Regions from separate parts of the Mus musculus genome. Here regions 2 and 3 are each linked to region 1. The links are chromatin contacts, called in public Hi-C and HiChIP or PLAC-seq maps. All regions are on one chromosome and are shown on one strand. The core of a region is the stretch at or near the end of the contact, and the rest is flanking DNA. Distances in the headings are between cores, read along the strand shown.

Region 1 (3,062 bases), core at 114-2,613:
TCTGTACCGGTAGCAGAGATGATACTTGCTCCATGTCTGTGATACCCACAGAAGCTAAGCACGTTGGGATAGCAAAATGACACAGGGCTGAGCCCAGGGTCCTGTGTTCAATCCCAGTACCACAACCACAGACAAAGATGTCACTTAATCCTCAGCATATGCCTATGATGTAATTTCTCTATCATGTCCAATTTTGCAGGTGAGAACATGGAAGCACAGAGAGATGAGTAAGCCGTACAAGGTGATGCAGGGGCTCAATTTAGCAAGGATGAGCCTGCATAGACCTAGAGTCTCTAGAGCTCTGTACAGCTTCCCTACCCTGGTCTATCCCAATGGTCACCAGATTCACTGAGCACAGAGATGCCCCTTAAAAGGAACTGGTGCCTGGTGAAGCATTGAAAGACATACTTGTTCTGCCTAGAAGCTCTTGCTCCTCGTGGCCATATCCTGGAGCCTGGAGCAGGTGACCCCATTTAAGTCTCAGGTCCTTCACCTTGGAAATGTAGATGGCAGTGGGACCTGCAGGCTGGTGACTTGAACGAAAAAACAGGATGGAGCCTTCATTTAAAGGACTTAGAAAGCACCCAATAAATATTATTAATGTGATAAATAGGAGCAACATCAATAAGCCATGAACCAAATGATCTTGGGGTCCTAATACTAGCACTAAAAATGGTTCATTTCTCTTCTGATAAAAAAAAAAAAAAAAAAAAAAAAAGCCCAGAGCAACCAAAACAAGCCATAACGCAGTCATAAACATTAAACCAATTATATCTTTTGTGGGAAAAACAGAAAAGCCATTAGCCCTATTAATTTGTGTGTCATCAGTCATTCTGTCCATTGCAAAGCCGATGTAGTCTAGCATTCTGAGACACCTTGCATAATATAATCACGGTGACTCCGAGAGGTCAAACAGGCACGCTCTGAACGCAGTTTTGTGAAGAGCTCAATAATTCATTTTATAAATTTCAGCTCAAAGCCTACACTGAGGTTAAGAAAATTTGACATTCGATCTGTGAACTTAACGTCAAGCTCGAGAAAAAAAAAGAAAAAAAGAAAAAAACCCCACAACTCTGGGAAGCACATGTTTGTCGATTAAGCAGACGCAGACAGTTACAGGCGTTGCCAAATTGTAAAACAAGACTTGGGTATCACGGAAAATGTTGCTAGTTATTGATTACGTTGACCATTCACTTCCTATTGAGCCACCCAAAAGAACCATTCATTTTCCAGCAGAGCCTGCTCATTTGCAAGATAAAAGAGAGCCAGCTCTGCACATGCCCATAGTGTTCCCCACCACTGGGGGCAGCTTTACATAAGACTGCATTCACTGAAACCGAAGCAACAGTCCGAGCGGCTTACAGAATGACAGTCTGCGGGAGTGAGCTGAGAGTGTGCGCGGAACCCGGCTCTCCTGCCTTCTGGGCTCCAACGCAGCTCCGAGGCTGAACTGGGTGCTCACCACCACGGGTTCGCCGGACTATGGAATACAGATGTGGCAGCACAGGTAGCCCCACGTTGCCTAGAGGAATACATTATGGGTTTTGAGAAGAAATTGTAGGAGCCAGTTTTTTTCTTTTTTTTTTAACACACACACACACACACACACACACACACACACTGTAAAGATGCAAAAACGTAATATCCATGAAGATCCTATTACCTAGGAAGACTCGGATGTTTTGCTGCGAATGCGGTGTTGGGATTTATTTGTTCTTGGAGTGTTCTGCATGGCTGGTAAAGAATAATGTTCCAAAATCGGTCCATCTCCCAAGGGGTCCAATTTTTCTTCCTGGGTGTCAGCGAGCCCTGACTCACTCCACTGCAGCTGACAGGGGCTGTCATGCAGGCGGCCCCTAAGCCAAAGCAAAAGACCTAAGGACGACCTTTGAACAATACAAAGGATGGGTATGTTTTGATATTTTTCTTCTTTCCTTCTTAAGAAAAAAAAATTGAAAAAAAATCCTCTAAGTCTATGTAATAATTCTGCTTTAATTGTTTTAAAGATTATCTTTCTCTGGTCTAAGACTATAAATTCAATTATCAGTGGCTACATTTCCTTGTTTAACTGATAGAAATATGCAATATCCTTCTATTACAAAGATGATGTTTGATGCTAAATGGTATCTAAATGTTTACATTTCTGAATGTGGAAATGAACAGCTAGTTTTGCTTGGTTAAAAAAAATGCATTCGTTTTGGGGGGATAACTTTTCTAAGTTGTTTTTATTTCCAGGTTTCAATGTAATTAGGCTACTGCGAGGATCAGCTGTAGCGGTGGTTCTAGCACCCACTGTCTTACTGACAATGCTTTCTTCTGCTGAACGAGGATGCCCTAAGGGTTGTAGGTGTGAAGGCAAAATGGTATACTGTGAGTCTCAGAAACTGCAGGAGATACCCTCGAGTATATCTGCCGGTTGCTTGGGTTTATCCCTTCGCTACAACAGCCTCCAAAAACTTAAGTATAATCAATTTAAAGGGCTCAATCAGCTCACCTGGCTCTACCTTGACCACAACCACATCAGCAATATCGACGAGAATGCTTTCAATGGGATACGCAGACTCAAAGAGTTGATTCTGAGTTCCAACAGAATCTCCTATTTCCTTAACAACACCTTCAGACCTGTGACCAATTTACGGAACTTGGATCTGTCCTACAATCAGCTCCATTCTCTGGGATCGGAACAGTTCCGGGGCTTGAGGAAGCTGCTTAGTTTACACCTCCGCTCCAACTCACTGAGAACCATCCCGGTGCGGATCTTCCAAGACTGTCGCAACCTGGAACTTCTGGACCTGGGATACAACCGGATCCGAAGTTTAGCCAGGAATGTCTTTGCTGGCATGATCAGACTCAAAGAGCTTCACCTGGAGCACAATCAATTTTCCAAGCTCAACCTGGCCCTGTTCCCAAGGCTGGTGAGCCTTCAGAACTTGTACATGCAGTGGAATAAAATCAGTGTCATAGGGCAAACCATGTCCTGGACCTGGAGTTCCTTACAGAGGCTCGACCTGTCTGGTAATGAGATCGAAGCCTTCAGCGGACCCAGTGTCTTCCAGTGTGTT
Region 2 (3,219 bases), core at 469-2,968, 2.2 Mb before region 1:
TCTGATCTCCCAGCCAAAGAAGGAATCTGTCTCAGAGGATTTCTGAGGATGGCACAAGACTTCATTCTCTGGTTATCATATGCACCTGCACACACACACACACACACACACACACACACACACACACACGTGCGCATCTACACAAGGCATATATATATATATATATGTATATATATATATATATATATATATATATATATATATATATATATGTGTGTGTGTGTGTGTGTGTGTGTATGCATATACATGTATATATGTGTGTATACATACACACACGCGCGTGCATCTACACAAGGCATTGGCATATATACATATATATATATACATATATATATGTGTGTGTGTGTATGTATATACATATATATATGTGTGTGTATGTGTGTGTTTGTGTATGTATGTGTGTATATATATATATATATATATACATATATATATATGTGTGTATATATATACATTTGCATACATATATAGTTGCACCTGCATACAGGCATCTACACAGATATATTTGTACCAGCACACAGGCACGTGCACTCCCATATTTGCACCTCGACACATGCACCTGCAGTCACATATGAGCACCTGCACACAGGCACCTGCACTCACACATGTGCACCTGCACACAGGCACTTTCATGTGCATACTTCCCTGCGTGCCCGCTTCAAAAAAAAAAAAAAAAAGAAGAAAGTAACAAAGAATAACTAATGTGGAAGAGGGAAGGGAACCAACCAGAGGGAACCAAAAGATGTGTGGTGGGGGCGAGGGGATAAGGAGGAAGGAAGTGGGAAAGAATAAAGTCCAAAGGCATAAGTATGGAAATGTTATTTGTATGCTAATCTAAAATATTTTTTAAATGAGAAATAAAAACAATTCCATTTCAACATCACCCCTTTCTTTACTGTTGTTCTTATCAAGTGTGCTGCTTTCAATTTCTATGCTGAAATAATGGCCTCAGGATGTAAGGGCGCAGTTGTCCATCGGAAACCCTGAAAACAATTGGTGTGACTCTCAAAGTAAAAAGAACAGCCCTTGGTCTGTCCCAAAAGCAAGCTGGAGAATTTAATTATGATCCTTCTAATTCTAAAAATGACTTTTAGAGACGAAAGTGTTTCCCCCCCAACACCACCACTTTTAAAATATGCAGAGCGAGATTTAATAGCCTGGCTTGTAAGCAACTGCGTTCGGACTGAACTTCCGGAGTGGATAGGTTGAATGCTGTTTCTGTTAAGCTTCTCTGTGCTTCTTATGCTGATATTAAGATTACAGAGTTGGTAAGATCCTAGAACTGCTGCAAAGAACTGAGTCTATCGCTTTTTATCTTTCCACTTCCTCTTACCTAGTTTACATAAAATGGAAAAAAATCATTTTTATGGCATCTGTAGACCAGTGGTTGGCATAGGATCCATTTGTTTAGTTGATACAGATAATTATTTGAGAGCCTCAAGTATCTAACATGAAACTGCATATTCGCCCAAACCTCACATCACAACAGACCTTTAGTCCGTTACTAATACAACATTAGACACATTTCCATATGAGAAAAATAAAGGTTTAGAATGGTTGTCTAATCTTTTTTCCAGCTGTGTTTTCCAGCCACAGCTGTCTGTCTGTGAAATCCTGCCATTTTCATTTAATTTTGCTCACTTGTTAATTCAGCCCTCTGCATTATTTAATCAGATGTTGTGCCAAATCATTTGTATTCATTTTGCGTCGTGTTTCTGCTGTGTCTCTTGATCACTTTCACATGCTAATACTGGCTAATTCAATTGAGATTGATGGAATCAGCCGTCCAAAATTACCACCAAATATGTCATGTGTAAGATAAAAGCATAGACCTCTTTCTCTTTTACATGCCTTTTAGAAGAATGGATAGTAACAGAAAAGAAAAAAGTTGTCTTCTTGGTTAATAAGTCCAGTGCCGGTGATTGGAAAGAACAGGTCTTGGAGAACTAATTTTGGCACACAGTGGTGGGCTCTCCTGGGAATGCTGAATTGCTCTACTTCTCTATGCATAAGAAATACATTAGAAGAAACCCTGGCTAGAATAAAGTTGTTTAGGAAAGGCATGGGGGTTGATTAATTGATTGATTCTTGTCAACCCAATACTGTAAATGCCACAGTGCTTCAATTAGATTGGTAATCTGAGGTCATAAGTTATTAATGACTCCATAAAGCTTAATGAATATAGATCTTTGTCCCAATTGAGATGCAACTTCTTAATCAATTCAGTGTATGGGGACTGGTTTTTTCTAAAAGGAACTAAAAAAACTATCTCTACTTCTTTTCAATCATTACTGAACATGGAATTCGAGTTGTGGAGACTTGCAACATCTCTCTTGTATGTCAGGCAAGTAAGGAGTACTCACTCTCCTTGTCAGGGACAGTTTGTGGCTTTCTATCCCTTAGAGTCAGTTCAGATGGCTTCAGTCTACAGCTTGTTAATGCTTTCTGTCTCCCAGAAGGGTCACCAAATCTCCCAAAAGCCCCTTCTCGTCCTCAGGTATTGTTGTGATATTCCAAAGTGAAGGCCTTCGCACCAGAGCACTGAGTGTGTATTCTGAATTTCACTTTCCCCAGCTGTGTGGCTTTGTGGAAATCAGCTCATTTGAGTTGCTATTTAGTCCCAGTAAAATGGGATTAATGGTAACTACTATTTCACAGGTTTCTTGTCAGGCTACAATGGTCTGATGGGCGCTAAGAACTTAAGACAGTTCTTACCATACCATAAATTATCAGTGGACACAGAGGTCAGCAGCATAATTATTATCATATGTAATATATGATTATATTATTTGTATTATTACATTCCAATAATAAAAATATTATATGATATATTATACTAAATATTACATACGAATTTATCATTATGTAATATGGAATATGTAATAAGTAATATGTAATATAACATATAATGTATAATGTGATATATAATATATGAATTATTATGTTTACTACTTATACTTGTATAAGTACATATATTTGTATATGCTTATATTACTTTTAAAAAAGATTTAAGTTTTCAATATATTTTTGCCTGCAATTTCTAATAATAAACTATAACATTTTTTGAAGTTAGGAGAGAATGGGAAGGTATAGGAGAGGGAGAAAGAGAGAGACAGAGACAGAGAGATAGACACAGAGAGAAAGACAGTGAGAGTGAGTAGAGGTATTCAATTAAACCAAGAAAAAACTGATATGTCAAATTACAAAAAATGGGTTGTC
Region 3 (2,987 bases), core at 271-2,770, 2.3 Mb before region 1:
CTGATAAGATGTGAAGTAAATATACTGTTCATACAACAGATAGTAGAGTATCCCAGAGAGGAGCTGATGCATCTTTCAGTGATCCAGAAGCAGAGGAGGTTGATCTTGGCAGAATAAGAGGTTGTCTAATGGGGACTTCCATGGTTCGGTCTTCCCCACTAAAACCAAGGGAGGGAGCAAATGAGCTTCCTTCTCAGTTGCCCTGATATGGAGCCAGAGGGACAGTGTAGCAGAATAGAGACATGAAGATATTCTATATTCAAAGTATCTAAAGTAGTCTTTATGAAATCACTTTTCAGTCTTCCCCCTTTACCAACTCTTGTTTAATTTTCTCACCAATCGGACTATAGTTTCAGATGCTCCATCAAGCTTTCCCATCACAGGCTCATGGGCTCCATCCAATAAACATCTTTCTCCCATCTTAGGATCTCATCCAGTCACCTTCGCTGCATTTGAGTGCTGTATCTTCTCTTCTGGGTGGTTTGTAACACCAGAGTCCCTGGGCTCCTTCTCAGCCCTTCTTGGGCACCTTTATTTGATACTTCTGACTTGAAAGTCCCTTAAGAACTCTGCCTTCTCTTCTTCTTTTATATTAACTTACATCCATAGCAAATGCAATGATTCTTGATAGATTTAATGGTTGTAACATAGTGTACATTTAGTTTTCTATAGTTACTTGATAATGGTTTCCTCTATTGAAACTATCCTCTATTGAAAGTTCTGTGTGGACTTACCATAGACAGTCCAAACTGATAATTCCCCAAGGAGTCCCTGATTTTCCTCTCCAAGTAATACTCCTGCCGCCTTCTCCATCTTAGATGTTGTCCTCTGGCCCCCTTGGACAAAGGAAGGAAGCTGGAATCCTGACAAATTCCTCCACACTTTCCCTTCTCTCATGATTCCACCCTAGTCTTCCATTCTTACAGTGCATCACTTCCTGCTTGCTGAATCTCTGTAGAGTAAATTGCAATCTGCTGTAAGACACCACCTTGTCTTTCTGGGCTTGCTAACCCTGAATTTCCTTTTGCACTTCTCATGTCCCTTCTCCAACCCATGGCCACAACGACATTTAATAAAGAAGCCAGATAATCCCATTCATTGGTTTCAATATTCCTGTATGTCCACTAGTGTCCCCAGAGTAAATTTTAGCACCCCTGCAATACCATCCAATGGCCTCGATATGGTCATAGTAGTTATGTGGCTATTCCACCTTACGTGCTATTCCAAGTACTAATCATCTTTACATAAATATTGTATAATTAATCTTTATATCCATGGGGTAACCTATTAAACAGAGCAAAATTAGAAAAGAGTGAAGTCAGGATTCCGATCCAGGTGACTCCACCCCGCAACCCCTATCATGCTTTGTTATTTCTCACAAGCAAAGGCATGGACAAAGAAATGAGGACATTGCTCAGCGAGGCATGAAATGAAGGGCGCTCAACCATCTCTAGATTCATACTGGGAAGCCAAGCTCCTGCACACAAGCCCGGCCTGAGAAGCTTTGGCTGCTCTGCCCTGGTTTCCAGCCAGCAGTGGGCCCGGACTGTACATGAATAGTCATTTCCTTCTTTCTTTCCGTCCAAGTGCAGCATCGACAGGGGCAATTCCAGATCTTGGCTTGACCAGTGCTTGTAGGTAGCAGACCAAGAGCAGCAGTTCCAACGGGAGGGAGCATGAGTGTAGTACATTGTTTTTCATAATTCTCACAGGCATGTACCAGAACCCAACAACTTCCTTGTCAAGAGATCAAGTGTTGCTGTTGCTCCCCCAACACCAAATTTTAGCACACCTGCCAATTTCCATATGCTGTGACTAATCAATACCACAGTCCTAAAATAATAGGACAACAGAGTTGGCTCTGCACAGTATTCTGTGGAAAGTGTCGATGGAATGAAGACTGGTTCTTGTTAATAAGGCAACAGGGATAGACAGAGAATTTAATGAACTTTAGCAAAAGTCAGTGTAAAAGAATACGACAAAAACTGCAAAATGCTGTTAGAGACCTCAGAGGGAGGCATCCATTCTGCTAGAGGAACAAGGGGGACATCATAGAGTGGGGAACAGGCCTTTACTAATTCAAAAGTGTGTATTCAATGCCTAGTGTATTGTAGGCTCCAGGTGACTGTCTCATCTATGCCACAGCTCTTATTAATCAAGACAGAAGATTCAGATAGCAAAAAAGGGAAAATCTTCTGATGCATCTTAGGTAATACTCATTTTAAAATATTTATTTATTTATTTATTTATTTATTTATTTATTTATATTGTAGACACTGCCCCCTCCCAGTCCTCCCCACCCCCTCCCTTTGTCCTCTGATGGAGGGAGGGTTCTGGGTATTTCCTCTACCCTGGTGCATCAAGTTAGATTAGGTGCATCCTCTTTCACTGAGGCTAGACAAGGCAGCTCTGTTAGGGGACAGATACCAGTTAGGCTACAGTTTTAGGGAAAGCCTCTGCTCCAGTTGAGATGGAAAATTATCTCCCCATTGAAATGTTTCCTTATTTATCATGAGGACCTGTCTTGATAGGGGAGTATAGAAAATGGAACCAGAAAGCCCCTTGCTTTAGAGTAAAATCCCCAGAAATGAACTGCTGTCAATGGTCAGGTACTGGAGACTTGCAGTTCCCTGGACTGCTATAGAAATTAATGTTGTCACAGGGCATGTGTTTCCTAAGAAGGCATGCTTCTATATGTTGATTGTATCTTAGGGCTTCCATTGCTGTGAGGAGACACCATGACCATGGCAACTTTTATGAAGGAAAACAATTATTTGGGGTTGGCTTACAGTTCTGAGGTTCAGCCCATTATCATTATGGTGGGAAGCCTGGCAGTGCACATGCAGGGCTGGTTCTGGAGAAGGAGCTGAGAGGTTTCTGTTTGTTTGTTTTTTGTTTTTTTTCGAGACAGGGTTTCTCTGTGTAGCCCTGGCTGTCCTGGAACTCACTCTGTAGACCAGGCTAGCCTCGAACTCAGAAATTCGCCT

What was found. A called contact is a pair of places that touch in the nucleus more often than the background predicts. HiChIP or PLAC-seq counts read pairs in DNA pulled down with a chosen protein or histone mark.
Region 2: an H3K27ac HiChIP or PLAC-seq map of VIP interneurons shows a contact between it and region 1, with 9 times the contacts expected there. The contact joins the enhancer-like site here to the promoter of Lrrtm3 in region 1. A contact is called at or near these places in 2 of 39 promoter capture datasets (embryonic stem cells and hippocampal neurons) and 4 of 115 datasets of contacts at active chromatin or transcription factors (VIP interneurons, astrocytes, embryonic hindbrain and 1 more).
Region 3: a Hi-C map of cerebellum shows a contact between it and region 1, with 2.4 times the contacts expected there. The contact joins the enhancer-like site here to the promoter of Lrrtm3 in region 1. A contact is called at or near these places in 10 of 39 promoter capture datasets (the 3T3-L1 cell line, the C10 cell line, cranial neural crest and 5 more), 1 of 484 Hi-C or Micro-C datasets (cerebellum) and 2 of 115 datasets of contacts at active chromatin or transcription factors (embryonic forebrain and embryonic midbrain).

What each region holds. Positions count from the first base shown.
Region 1 is chr10:64,088,556-64,091,617 of GRCm38.p6, reverse strand. Lrrtm3 (leucine rich repeat transmembrane neuronal 3) reads left to right here and starts at 1,363. Exons shown (of 3, transcript NM_178678.4): 1 at 1,363-1,908; 2 at 2,236-3,062. The coding sequence starts at 1,905. All of the region lies in intron 7 of Ctnna3 (catenin (cadherin associated protein), alpha 3), which reads right to left.
Region 2 is chr10:66,269,595-66,272,813 of GRCm38.p6, reverse strand. No RefSeq gene overlaps it. Among named protein-coding and RNA genes, the nearest start is that of 1700023F02Rik, 71 kb to the right of the region's middle. Within about 2 kb of position 1,718, at least 9 of the 459 cell types and tissues checked have an H3K27ac peak or open chromatin away from gene starts, as enhancers often do. A contact at or near this core is called in VIP interneurons, where this site is marked.
Region 3 is chr10:66,356,439-66,359,425 of GRCm38.p6, reverse strand. The region is part of intron 2 of Gm40677 (a long non-coding RNA gene); the gene reads left to right. Among named protein-coding and RNA genes, the nearest start is that of Gm22594, 130 kb to the left of the region's middle. Within about 2 kb of position 1,520, at least 9 of the 459 cell types and tissues checked have an H3K27ac peak or open chromatin away from gene starts, as enhancers often do. A contact at or near this core is called in cerebellum, where this site is marked.